2 separate regions of the Callithrix jacchus genome follow, and region 2 is linked to region 1. Evidence: chromatin contacts called from public Hi-C data. All regions are on one chromosome and are shown on one strand. Each heading gives the region's core, a stretch centred on a gene start, on an enhancer-like site or on the middle of the called end of the contact. The rest is flanking DNA. Distances are from core to core; before and after follow the strand shown.

Evidence for each region. A called contact is a pair of places that touch in the nucleus more often than the background predicts.
Region 2: a contact with region 1 is called in a Hi-C map of skeletal muscle, with 7 times the contacts expected there. The contact joins the promoter of CNP here to the promoter of DHX58 in region 1. A contact is called at or near these places in 3 of 3 Hi-C or Micro-C datasets (induced pluripotent stem cells and skeletal muscle).

The regions. Positions count from the first base shown.
Region 1 is chr5:91,116,035-91,122,751 of calJac240_pri, forward strand. DHX58 (DExH-box helicase 58) reads left to right here and starts at 4,360. Exons shown (of 14, transcript XM_078373588.1): 1 at 4,360-4,449; 2 at 4,902-4,956; 3 at 5,201-5,344; 4 at 5,583-5,784; 5 at 6,156-6,346. The coding sequence starts at 5,622. KAT2A (lysine acetyltransferase 2A) reads left to right here. Exons shown (of 18, transcript XR_013535667.1): 10 at 1-48; 11 at 268-394; 12 at 1,548-1,658; 13 at 2,060-2,258; 14 at 2,476-2,590; 15 at 2,691-2,727; 16 at 2,808-2,871; 17 at 3,006-3,090; 18 at 3,248-3,978.
Region 2 is chr5:91,259,954-91,266,522 of calJac240_pri, forward strand. CNP (2',3'-cyclic nucleotide 3' phosphodiesterase) reads right to left here and starts at 2,087. Exons shown (of 4, transcript XM_035300525.3): 1 at 1,859-2,087; 2 at 145-817. The coding sequence starts at 760. ODAD4 (outer dynein arm docking complex subunit 4) reads right to left here. Exons shown (of 12, transcript XM_035300514.3): 12 at 3,213-3,869. The coding sequence ends at 3,385.

The DNA.
Region 1 (6,717 bases), core at 3,110-5,609:
GCTGCCTCGCATGCCCAAGGAGTACATCGCCCGCCTCGTCTTTGACCCGTGCGTCCCCTGCAGAGTCCCTCCTCCAGGGCAGCACACCTGAGATCCCTTCCTCCTCCACCTCCTCACTCCTCAAAATTGGGGATCCCCTTCTCCCCACTTGTGAGGTTCAACCTTGGAGCATTCTTACTTCTCATTGCCCAACCCTGACTACAGCTCAGACTTCCAGGGCTCTGAACGGGACAGGCAGGGACTGTGATGTGCCTCTTTCTCTCTCAGGAAGCACAAGACTCTGGCCTTGATTAAGGACGGGCGGGTTATCGGTGGCATCTGCTTCCGCATGTTTCCCACCCAGGGCTTCACTGAGATTGTCTTCTGTGCGGTCACCTCGAATGAGCAGGTCAAGGTGAGCGCAGCTCCCTGGCCCCAGCCCCATCCCACACGGGCTCCTGTGTTTGGGCCAGCCCGGAGCAGCGGAATGTGTGGGATGCCGCAGTCCCTGCTCCTCTTAGTTAGCGGCCAGTTCCTCACATCCCCACAAGGTGGCAGCCGTACTTTAATAACCGGATTAGGAAACCACCTGTTCCCAAACGGAGCCCGAGAAGCAGCCACACTTCGGTGCACCTGTGGACGTGGGTTTTCTTCATCACAAGAACATTTACATACATGGGGAATGCATTATTTTATTTATTTTTATTTTTTGAGACAGGGTCTCTGTCACCCAGGCCAGAATGCAGATCGTGGCTCACTGCAGCCTCTACTTCCCAGGCTCAAGTGATCCTCCTGCCTCTGCCTCCCAAGTAGCTGGGACGACAGGCGCGCACCACTACACCTGGCTAATTTTTGGATTTTTGGTAGAGACTGGGTTTCGCCATGTTGCTTAGGCTGGTCTTCAGCTCCTGACCTTGTGATTCTCCTGCCTTGGCCTCCCAAAGTGCTGGGATTGTAGGCGTGAGCCACTGCTCCCAGCTCAACTAATAATTGTTACAGTAGCCCTGTGCTGATAGTCTTGGCTTCTGTCCTTGGTCACAACAGACCCACTTGAAGGGTCTCTGTCTGGTTCTTTGTGTCACGTACCCCAGAGCTGCGTGGTGCGTCGTTGGCCCTGATTTGTGGGAGGCATTGCTCCTGCTCCTGCCACTGGTGATTCCCTCTCCCTTTTCCCCTGACTCTGAGGCCCGAGGACTGGGCATCAGTGGCTCTTGTTGTGTTTGGGCCATGGCTGGCAGCCTGACCGTCAACACATTACCTAAGGTAGCTGAGTTTCAGTTTTCTCTTCTATAAAATAGAGGTGGTAATACTCGCCTCTTGGGTTAATTTGAGAATTGGTCTGTAAAACAGCAAGTACTGCACCTGACCCAGAGTGAGCTTAGCTCGCAGCCTTCCCTTTCTCCCCATAAACTCTCCTTCCTCTGCCAGCTGCCTTTCTTCCTTGTGCCTGGATGCTCTTGCTCTCCCTACCTCCTTTTCATTCTGCCCTGTCCACTGTGGGCTCTGAGCGCTCTCCAGCACCAGGCCCATCCTCTGCTCCTGGTGAGTCCTGCTCCCCTACCCCACAGGGTTATGGGACCCACCTGATGAACCATCTGAAGGAGTATCACATCAAGCACAACATTCTCTACTTCCTCACCTACGCCGACGAGTACGCCATTGGCTACTTCAAAAAGCAGGTGACCTGTGGCCTCGCCCCACACCCGTCCTTTGCCTGGAGCCTGGGATCATTCTGTCTGATGAAGTAGGAGTCCCTTTGCGTCCCCTGTTTCATCTGACACCTGCCAGGGAAGTCTCCATGCCATCCTTCCTTCCTCTGCTGCCGCTGCCCCAGGAGAGAATGGGGGCCTGTGGGGCCAGTAGAGCAGGCTGGAGGAACTGGGGGACTCTTGGGGATGAGTTGGGAGCAGACGATGACCTGGGACCTTTCCAGGGACAGTTTGAAGCCTCACAGTGCCCCAGAAGGAGGTTCAGGATCGGGAGGTGGCACATGGCAAGCACCACTGGTGCTCCCAGGGAGGGACTGCAGAAGGTGGGAAATACTTACAGATGGACTGGGTCATGACCATCCATCCCCCAGGGCTTCTCCAAAGACATCAAGGTGCCCAAGAGCCGCTACCTGGGCTACATTAAGGACTACGAGGGAGCGACACTGATGGAGTGTGAGCTGAATCCCCGAATCCCCTACACGGAGCTGTCCCACATCATCAAGAAGCAGAAAGAGGTGGTGTGCGCATCTGTGGGATTTTCATGAATGTGCCTGCGGAGGGCCAGCGCATGTGTGTAGACCTAGACCACGTGTACATGCGTGTGTGTGTGAGGAGGGCACAGGCAGGGATCTTTGTTCTTGCTCTGCCTCTTTTGGGGAAGTAATGAGGGAAGGTGCTGGATTAGGTGGTGTTGCAGCCAGGTGGGTGCAGCTGATGGCTCCGACCATGGCCCCTAGAGGCCCCTGTCTGGGGCTGGAGTTGCCCCTCAGACCCTTCCTCCCCTCAGATCATCAAGAAGCTGATTGAACGCAAACAGGCCCAGATCCGCAAGGTCTACCCGGGGCTCAGCTGCTTCAAGGAGGGCGTGAGGCAGATCCCTGTGGAGAGCGTCCCTGGCATTCGTAAGCAGGGGTCTTGGTTTCGGGGTAGGGGTTGGGGGGCACACTGCTTGGGGTGTGGACTGACATTCTCAGGGATGTTCTCCCCCTCCCCACTTTGCAGGAGAGACGGGCTGGAAGCCACTGGGGAAGGAGAAGGGGTGAGTGTTTTGTCAAGAGAGCTGGGTTGGGGGCAGGGCAGAGGGACTGGGAGCCTCAGACTTGGTGTCTCTTGCCCCAGGAAGGAGCTGAAGGACCCCGACCAGCTCTACACAACTCTCAAAAACCTGCTGGCCCAAATCAAGGTGAGGAGAGTGGGTTTCCCTTCCAGGGCCCCTGCACCAATGACTGTGGCCTTTTGATGCAGTGTGGGGTGGCTGGTGGTCTCGGGCTGGTGCGGGTACAGCAGGGCTGTCCCCAGCTGGGCTCTTCTCTCTAGTCGCACCCCAGTGCCTGGCCCTTCATGGAGCCCGTGAAGAAATCGGAGGCCCCTGACTACTACGAGGTCATCCGCTTCCCCATTGGTGAGGACCCTCCATTCCATGCCCTGCACTCCTCTTCTGTCCCCACACCTGCTCCTGCCCTCACTGCATCCTGCAGCCCCATGGGGCCCACCCCGGCGGACAGCCCTGCCGCAGCCCTCAGCCTCTTAAAGCTGTGCTCCGTCTCCTGCTGCCCCAGACCTAAAGACCATGACTGAGCGCCTGCGAAGCCGCTACTACGTGACCCGGAAGCTCTTTGTGGCCGACCTGCAGCGGGTCATTGCCAACTGCCGCGAATACAACCCTCCCGACAGCGAGTACTGCCGCTGTGCCAGCGCCCTGGAGAAGTTCTTCTACTTCAAGCTCAAGGAGGGAGGGCTCATTGACAAGTAGGCCCCAGCTTTGGGCCGCAGCCGTGACCTGGAACGTCTCCACCTCAGATTCTGATCTGATTCTTAGGGGGTGCCCTGGCCCCATGGACCCAACTCAGCTTGAGACACTCCAGCCAGGGGCCCTGCGGCCCCAATCCTGCAGCCCTCTCTGGACCTTCGGGCACCCCCAAGCCTGCAGCTCTGTCCCAGCCATCACTGTGTGTGTGTGAGCGGTCTCCTGGGTCTGGGCCCAGCTCCTCTAGAGTGGCTGTTGGCCGGGGATGGACCTTGCCCAACCCTGGTGGCCCCCAGACCTGTTCCCTAAGAGCTGTGAAGGCTTGGAGTCCTGGGCCTGGCCCAGGTGGCTGTTTCCCCGAGGACCAGGACTGCTTGTTTTAGCTTGAGTGATTGCTGCAGGGGTTGGAAGTCCAGCTTGGACTGGAGGGGGCATACCTTGCCTGGCACTGTTCTGTCAGCCTCCCCCCGGGCTGGAGGGTATGGGACCATTCACTCCCTGGCATTAATCCCTCAGAGGGAACAATAAAGCTCTTTTTATTTCTGTGTGTGATTGTTTCTTTGGTATACTCCAGCCTTAGGCTCGCCTTTGCCCTCAATGATCTCTTACAAGCTTGAGGCTGCCCTCCCCAGCAAGCCTCAGACCTGGTCCTGTGCTCCTAGGGTGATGGGTCCTGCCTGGCTATAGCCGCCCACCCTTCCTCCTCCAAGCTGCTCCTGATCCAGATGCCAGGGCAACGGGTCAGAACCCGCTGCCTTAACCTTAACCTGGGTAGCTGTGGTTACAACTAACTGCGAAAAGGGCCAGAGGGTAGAGGATCCCGTAACAGTGAGAATACTTCCCTGTTAGCACACCCTATTCTTTTTCTTGGGGCAGGATGGGAGTTTTCCTGAGTCAGCTCATCTGGCTCCTCCCCTCAATTTCAGTTTCCATATCCGATCTCTGCTCTCTCTGCTGAGCACAGTGGCACCAGGCCAGGCACGAGGCTGAGCTAAGGCCTATCTGATGGAGCAGGTGAGACCTGGGCTGGGCAGGGGGCAGGTGTAGCTTGTGTTACTCCTACCCCCACCTTTTGGCCAGAGCAGGCTCCTGATGGGTTCTGAGGGTGTCCTGCCCCACCTCCCTCAAGTAGGGTGGAGTCCTGGGCAAAGGGAGGTCTCTGCATGGACGGGTCTGGCCAGGAGTGGGATGAGTGGAGGGGCCAGTGGGTCTGAGTCCCCTGCTATTCCCAGAATGGAGCTGTGGCCCTAGCAAGGGAGGTGGCGTTGGCGCAGTGGCCGTACTCGCCGTTCAGGCTTTGTACTTGCGGCAGTTGGTGACGACTGTTGGCAGTTGGTGATGACTATCAGCACAAAGCGTTCTTTATCTTCTTGATTCTTTTTCTTGGGGCAGGGATGGGAGATTCCTAAGTCGGCTCAGCTGGCTCCTCCCCTCAGTTTCAGTTTCCATTTCCATTTCCATTTCAGATCTCTGAGCTGAGCGAAGAAGGGCCGCCCTGGGCAAGCTTACACGGTAGAACAGGTGAGAGCTGGGCTGAGCAGGGGGCAGGTGTAACCTGTGTTACTCCAGCTCCCGCTTTTTGATGGAGCAGGCTACTGATGGGTTTTGAGGGTGTCCTTCCCCACCTCCCTCAAGTGGGGTGGAGTCCTGGGCAAAAGGAAAGTCTCGGCACAGCCTGGTCTGGCCAGGAGTTGGGAGGGGTGGAGGGGCCAGTGGGTCTGAGTCTCCTGCTATTCCCAGAATGGAGTTGCGACCCTACCAACAGGAGGTGATCACGCCTGCCCTGGAGGGCAAGAATATCATCATCTGGCTGCCCACCGGTGCTGGGAAGACCCGGGCGGCTGCTTATGTGGCCAGGCAGCACCTAGAGACTGTGGATGGAGCCAAGGTGGTTGTATTGGTCAACAGGGTGAGTGGTCTGCCCCTGCCCGTCCTGCCCCACTCCCCCACCACCAAGCAGGGTCTCAGCTCTTCAGGCACCTCTCAGTTCCCACCAGAATTCCAGAGCTGCTGTGTCCATCCCTAAGCTCACCTGTCTTTCCACCCTGGCTCAATACCCAGCTATGTCCTGTGGGTCACCTTACCTCCTCTCCACTCCCCTGGCCCCAGATTCAGCTTTCTCTTCCCATCTTGTTCTCCACCCTCAGGTGCACCTGGTGACCCAGCATGGTGAAGAGTTCAGCCGCATGCTAGATGGACGCTGGACCATGACAACCCTGAGTGGGGACATGGGGCCACGTGCTGGCTTTGGCCACCTGGCTCGGTGCCATGACCTGCTCATCTGCACAGCAAAGCTGCTGCAGATGGCACTAACCAGCCCTGAGGAGGAGGAGCACGTGGAGCTCACAGGTGAGGGCCGTGGGCAGGGGGAAAAAGGATATGCACCCGGGGTACCTCCTCCCGCCAACCCCAGGGCACCTCCCGAAGTAAAGGTGGTAGGAGTTTTTGTGGGAGCCTGTTTACAAAACCCCGGTAGACACTAGCAGAAACAGGCTGGGCTATGGTGTAGGATCTTAGGCAAGTCCCTTCCCCAGCTGAGCCTCCATTTACTAATCTGTGAAATGGAGAGAAATCACCCGTGCCTGGCTTTTTCCTGGGACCCAGCTGCAGGTTGTGAAAGGAAGAAGGAATTCTTAGATTATTGTGGGGGCTACCTGAGAGTTTATGGGAGGGAAGGGCTTTGCAAACATAGGTCACAGCCTTCCCCATTGTGCCCCCAGCCTTCTCTCTGATCGTGGTGGATGAGTGCCACCACACCCACAAGGACACTGTCTACAACATCATCATGAGCCAGTACCTAGAACTTAAACTCCAGAGGGCACGGCCCCTGCCCCAGGTGTTGGGTCTCACAGCCTCCCCAGGCACCGGCGGGGCCTCCAAGCTCGATGGAGCCATCAACCACGTCCTACAGGTCAGCCTGACCCTGTGTGCCTCCCACCACCAGACACACCAGGGACCTCCCTCCCTGCCTGCCTGCCTGCCTGCCCACCCACTACCCCATCCCCCCCAGCATTACCCAGGCTCTCCATGGCAGGGTCTGGCCCCTTCCTCACCTAAGATCCAGCCTCCAATGGCTTCTTATGGTGCAAAGAATTAACTGTAGTTCATACTACAGCCACACTGGCCTGCCTGCTGCTTCTTGAATATGCGGGCTTCTTCCCATCTTGGGACCTTTGCACTTACCATTTCTTTTGTCTGGAATGCCCTTCCCTTTGAACTTTACCTGCTACCTCCTCCTTGTCATTCACTGAGCAGCTTAAATGCCACTTCTTCAAAGTCCTC
Region 2 (6,569 bases), core at 837-3,336, 140 kb after region 1:
CTTGCCCCGCCCCCTCCCGTTGAGCCTCCCTCTGCCTCCTGTGCTTCGTGCCTCATCCTCATGAGTACAATGATGGTCCTATGCCCACAGAGCCCTGTGCCCCGCAAGGTGGGCTTACGATTAAGGCCCGACCCCACCACCTACAGTGTCGCGACTCCTTCTTGAAGGCCTTGTGGTTCCCCAGCTCTTCCTGGAAGACCTGGCCCACTTTTCGGAGTATCTCGGAGCTCTTCTTGGTCAGGAACCAGCCGAAGTAGAGCGGCAGGAAGTCCTTCTCCAGCCCAGGCTTCAGCTTCTTCAGGTCATCAGCCGACAGCTGCCACTGGTTCTTCTCCTTGAGCTGGGCACAGTCCAGCCGCCACGCTGTCTTGGGCTCCACCAGCACCACCTGGTACTGGTACTGGTCGGCCATTTCAAAGAGCTGCTCCAGCCGTTCCCGCTCGTGGTTGGTGTCATCTAGCACAAGAATTCTGATGTCCCGGCGGCGGCAGTAGGCAGCCAGGTCCTCATCCAGCCGCTTGTACTCCTCGGAGAAGGCTCCTCGAGCGCCGGGGGTGATCTTGTAAGCATCAGCCGACACCATCTTGGTGCCATCACGGTACTTGTCTACGATGACCCGTGCCAGCGTGGACTTGCCGCTTCCTGGCAGGCCGCGCAAGATGAAGAGCGTCTTGCACTCTTGCAGCGTGGCCACCGTGTCCTCATCCTGAAGGAAGGGAAACTGCAGCTCAGGCTTGTCCTTGGCCCCTGAGGATGACATCTTGCGGAAGAAGATCTTGGGTAGGAATGTGTGGCTTTTTCGGGAGAAGCCTCTGTTCTGTGTAAGGAGGGGAAGAAATGTCAGCCCAGGACCTTCGCGGGCTCCCCGCCAGCCTCGCACCCCTAGTCCCTGGCCTGGTTGTGGACGCCTTCCCAAGCGAGGCAGTGCTGGACCTTTGTCCCTTTCCCGGGAGCACCTGTCCGCTTCTGGTCGTGGAGGAGGGAGAGGGAAGCCTGTCTGAAGCTCTGCTAAGCGCGCGCTCTCCCCATTGCTGCCACCTCGGAAAGGAAAACGTGCTGGAGGCATGCAAGGCGCGCCGGGAGCCTGCGGGTTGGGATTGGCCTCGCTCTTATATGCTTGGCACCTACTAAGGACGCCCTCTTTGGAGGTGGGGGGTCTCTGTTTCTGGGCCAAGCCACAGCTGCCCCGGCTGAGTGCACAGAGAAGGGCTGGGAGTGGAGAAGGGTTACCCCAAGACTGTCTCCCTTCCCCCAACAATGGCCGCAACAGATAATACTCTCTTGTCTGGGATGCGGGGACAATGGTCCCACAGAAAGGCTGGTGGGGGGCAGGGCAGGAGCGCTCTGGACAAAGGCCCTCTTTCACCGAGCCTGCCACCTCCTCCTCTGCCCCCTCCCGGCCCCACAAAGTCGTGGTCTTTGTGCCTGCCCAGGCCGGGGCAGCACAGGGCACCTGCAATTGGGTCCAGCTCTGACCGCCACCGTGCTGTGTGTCAGCAGCCCCTCTCGGAGCTACTTGTTTTCCTGTCTGCTAGAAGCCACAAGAGACAGCAGCTTTTACTGTAAAGCGTCTCCTCCTCTGAACTGGCTCCGCCTCCCGCGCGCACCCGGGCGCGGGGCAGCTGTTCCGTGTGAAGAGACGTGGCCCGGGGTGCGGGCGCGAAACGGTTGCCCCAGCGCAGGACTGAGCGGGGTCGGGAGCAGCTCCCGGGCTCCCGCAGCCCCCGGCCCAGGCCCACCCGCCAGCTGGGGCTCCCAGGGGCGCAGCAGCTTCTTCGTTTCCCCTCCTCAGAAACGCCACCGTTTCCCTCCCCAGCGGCCTCTCCGGGCCCCGAAAGTAACCCCGCTTCTCACCGACCTCCGGGCTTCCCCGAGTACCAAGAAAACTGGCAGTCGAGCCGGAAGCCCCGGGTCCTGGTTTGCAAAACGGGCGCCGACACTCGTTTCCCGCTCCGGTGCTACCCCGTGCCCAGCCCCGCCCGGCCGCTCACCATGATGAGGAGGGGCGCCGCCGTCGCCGCCGCCTCTGCCGGCACCAGCGCTCTGGGGCCGCCCGCCTACGCGGAGGGACGCGGCAGTCCGGCTGTGGCGCGACCCGAACCCGGCCGCTTTACATAGCCCGGTGGGCGGAGCGGGACGGCCCCTCTGCGCGCAGGCGCGGCGAATCGAAACCCGAAACTCCCGCCACGCGCGGGAGCTCCGGCGGACCCCGCCCCCTGCGCGCCCACCCGCCCCGGGTCCCGACCCTGCGCGCGCCTTCGCCCCCGCGCGCACCCACCCACTGTGACCGCCAACTGGGCGGCCGCTTCCTTCTGCGTGTTGAGGGGTAACTCGGTCACCCTCCCCGCTCCCGTGGATTAGCTGGAAGTGAGTGAGTTGTGCAAGGTCGGATTCTGTCCTTAAGTTTTGATATTTTATTCATCATGGACTTTTGCATTAATCGAAAATTTTTTTACCATATTGGATTAAAGTATTATCATGCAGGTTACTGACACCACGGTAAACGCTGCATCTGAAATGGCTCACTGGCCTCACTAGTCCGGGCCCTGTGCCAGCCGAAAGTCAGTCTCAGCCCCTACCCTTCCTTCTAGGAGTTGTGGAGACAGACCAGGATGGCAGTAGCCAAGGGGCAGTTAAGTAACGGAGTGAAACCCTAACATCCTCTGAGATGCCACATCCTCTGTGAAGCCACGGGGAGCTCGGTTGGACTTTTGAGTTTCCTGTGTACCAGGTGCTGTGCTAAGCGCTCAGTCTTCGCAGCAACCCAAGGCAAGCATCCCATTATTCACAGAGGCAAGCTTGGAGAGCCTGATTTACCTGATTGTGCCACCCAGAGGTGTCAGAGGCAGAGTCTGCCTGCCCTTCCGACTCCCAGGCTACTGCCCTGTTCTTTGGCCTCAGCCCCAGCATTCTCTTGGTTCTGACTTGGGGCATTCTCCCACCTGGATAGCTGGGACCACCCCAACATTGTTCCATCTGTAAAGCGTGCTGGTGTCCTAAGCACTGGAGGGACTCAGCCAGTCGTGGGTGTCAGGGAAGCACCTCTGTGTCTGAGCCAAGCCACAGGCCTTCCCCTCTTCTCCTCCCTGTGACTTATCATTCCCTGAAGCTCACCCTCCTGAAACCCTTTCTTCTTAGCACCTTTCTCGATTCTTCCAGGAGGCTCTTCTGAGAGTGGTTGGGGGTGAAAAGGCAAAGTGACAGACTCAGGGTTTGCAAGAGTGAAAGACACTTATTTAATGGTAAAACAGTGACAGAAAGCAGCAGAAGTGTAACCCTCATTTTTCCTATTACAGATAAATTGCTTGAAAATCCAGTTTAATCAGATCCGATGATCCCTCTGGACACCAGCTTCCTGATCCTCATCCCTACCGATGGTTTCATTCATATTCCTTTTTTCATCTCATTTTCTGTTTTTTTCATTTCTCCTATTTCTCCCAATTGTGTTTTTTCCAGTTCTTCTGGCTCTCTTCTGCCAACTTCTGAAAGTTCCTTTAGTCCTTCTGGTTCCTGTCTGCTGAATTCTCCTGAGAGTCTTTGGTCTAATTCTCCTGAAGACCTCCTGTAAATTTCTCTTGATTCTCTTCTGTCAGCTTCTAGTAGCTTCCTGCCTGTTTCTTCTGATCTCGTGCCTAATTCTCCTGACAGGCCCTTGGCAACTTCTCCCAAATTGCTTCTGGCTTTTCCTGCTTCCACTCTGTGCTGTCCGCTTGTTGTACTCTGCAGAGCAAAAGCCTCATCGTCCTCATCCGTCTCTTTCTCATCCTCAAAATGGTCCCACTGCTGTACCACCTTCTCGGGCTCATCTCTCTCTCTCCTCCTGTCCTCCTCTGTTGTTATTACTGTTCTATCTTCATACAGTGAAGCTTCTGAAAAACAAGAGAAAGGAGGGAAGAAACATAAAAGTTTATTCATGTCAGGCCGGGGGCAGTGGCTCACACCTGTAGTCCCAGCACTTTGGGAGGCTGAGGCAGGTGGATCCCTTGAGGCCAGGAGTTCCAGACGAGCCTGGATGACACAGTAAGACCCTATCTGTACTAAAAATACAAAAAATAAGCAAGGCGTGGTGGTTGGTGCCTGTGGTCCCAGCTACCCAGAGGCTAAGGTAGAAGAATCCCTGGAGCCCAAGAGGTTGAGGCTGCAGTGAGCCAAAATTGAGCCACTGTGCTCCAGCCTGAGTGACAGAGTGAGACCTGTCTCCATAAAAGAAAAAAAGAAAGAAGTTGTTCATCTCTGTGGAGGCCTGTGCTTTTGAGAAGCAGATGAGGGAGAGGCACTGAAAATGACTGTTCTCACCAGCTCTTTAAATTGGTGTGACAGCGCACCTTTCCAAAAGCAGAGAAAGTGAACCATCATTGACTGAGCCCAGCTCCGTCCTACGCATCATGTGAGGGCTGTATAGCTTATCCCATCTGGTCATCATGAAAATGCGCAGTGTCATTGATTTGAGTTTGCAGTCAAGGGACCTGAGACTGATAGATAGAAATTACATGGCCGGGCACTGTGGTTCCCGGCCACAGTAATCCCAGCTCTTTGGGAGGCCAAGGCAGGTAGATCACTTGAGGTCAGGAGTTTGAGACCAGCCTCACCAAAAAGGTGAAACCCCGTCTCTACTAAAAATACAAAAATAGCCGGGCGCAGTGGCTCACGCCTGTAATCCCAGCACTTTGGGAGGCCAAGGCGGGTGGATCACGAGGTCAAGATATCAAGACCATCCTGGTCAACATGGTGAAACCCCGTCTCTACTAAAGCTACAAAAAATTAGCAGGGCATGGTGGCGCGTGCCTGTAGTCCGAGACTCACTTGAACCTGGGAGGCAGAGGGTGCAGTGAGCCGAGATCGTGTCACTGCACTCCAGCCTGGGCAACGAGCAAAACTCCATCTCAAAAAGAAAATAAATAAAAATAAGCTGGGCATGGTGGCAGGTACCCGTAATCCCAGCTACTCGGGAGGCTGAGGCAGGAGAATCACTTGAACCTGGGAGGTGGGGATTGCAGTGAGCCACAATTGTGCCATTGCACTCCATCCTGGGCAACAAGCAAAACTCTTGTCTCAAAAAAAAGAAAAAAATTAGCCAGGTACAGTGGTGTGATCCTGCAGTCCCAGCTACTCAGGAGGCTAGGGCAGGAGAATCACTTGAACCTGGGAGACAGAGGCTGTAGTGAGCCGAGATTGTGCCACTGCACTCCAGCCTGGGTGGCAGAGGGAGACTCCATTTAAAAAAAAAAAAGGTGTGGTGACTCACCCCCTGTAATCCTAGCACTTTGGAAGGCTGAGGTAGGATCACCTGAGGTCAGGAGTTCGAGACTAGCCTAGTCAACATGGTAAAACCCTGTCTCTACTAACAATACAAAAATTGAGCTGGGCATGGTGGTGGCCACCTGTAATCCCAGCTACTCAGGAGGCTGAGGCAGGAGAATTATTTGAACTCGGGAGGCAGAGGTTGCAGTGAGTGGAGATTGGGTGACAGAGCGAGACTCTGTCTCAGAAAAAAAAAAAGAAAACAAAGAAAAAAAAAGAAAGGAAATCACAGAGTAGTCACGCTGCAAGTAACAAATGGCAGAGACAGAATCTGAACCCAGGACAGTCTGACCCCAGAGCATCTTCTCTTTTCCCTACAAGAAGTAGCATAGGTGCTGGAAAATGACAGCAGGGTTTTCTCCAGCATCTTCATTCTGACACCTTCTCTTTGTCCCTGGGAAGCACATTCCTTTTTTGTTGGGAGCTTTCCTATGAAAGTATAGAACATAGGAAAAAAGATAGGTTTCCTATTTTAAAAAAATACAGGCTACTAACAAAAAGTTCAGCTAGAGAGCTATTTTACAAGCAAAGAGATCCTTGCTCCTAAATGTTTTTTATCAGGTATGGAGAAAACTCACATCCCCTTCTCTATCTCCCTTACATTATCTTCCTGGAAACCACTAGTTACTGAGGTGCCTGCAGAGGGTCTCGGGTCTCAGGGGTCACAGCACTTTGGAGGTGAAAACAGATGCAATGCTGCCACCTGCTGTTGTGAGAGGGAAATGCCCAGCAGTTCTGCAGGCGCAAGGACGCAGGTCAGGGTGGGGGAGACTGGAGAGTCCGCTGCTTCCCTGCCAGCAGCTGTTGCTCCTGTGGCTTCTCAGAGCGGCTCGAAGACCACGTGGGGGCGGTGACAGAGTCCCTCTGAGGGGGTCCAGCCACCACAGAGCAGCTGCTGGATAATAAAGGGCTGTTGCCGAGCACGATGTCTCACACCTGTAATCCCAGCATTTTGGGAGGCCGAGGTGGGCAGATAAGGAGGTCAAGAGATCGAGACCATCCTGGCCAACATGGCGAAACCCTGTCTCCACTGAAAATAGAAAAATTAGTTGGGCGTGGTGGCGCTCTCCTGTAGTCTCAGCTACCCAGGAGGCTGGGGCAAGAGAATCGCTTGAACCTGGGAGGCGAAGGTTGCAGTCAGCTGAGACTGCACCACTGCTCCAGCCTGGGTGACAGAGGGAGAGTCCATCTCAAAAGGAAGGAAGGAAGGAAAGGAGGAAGCGAGGGAGGGCTGTCATCTGGCTGCTCAGATGTCCAGAAACCTCCCA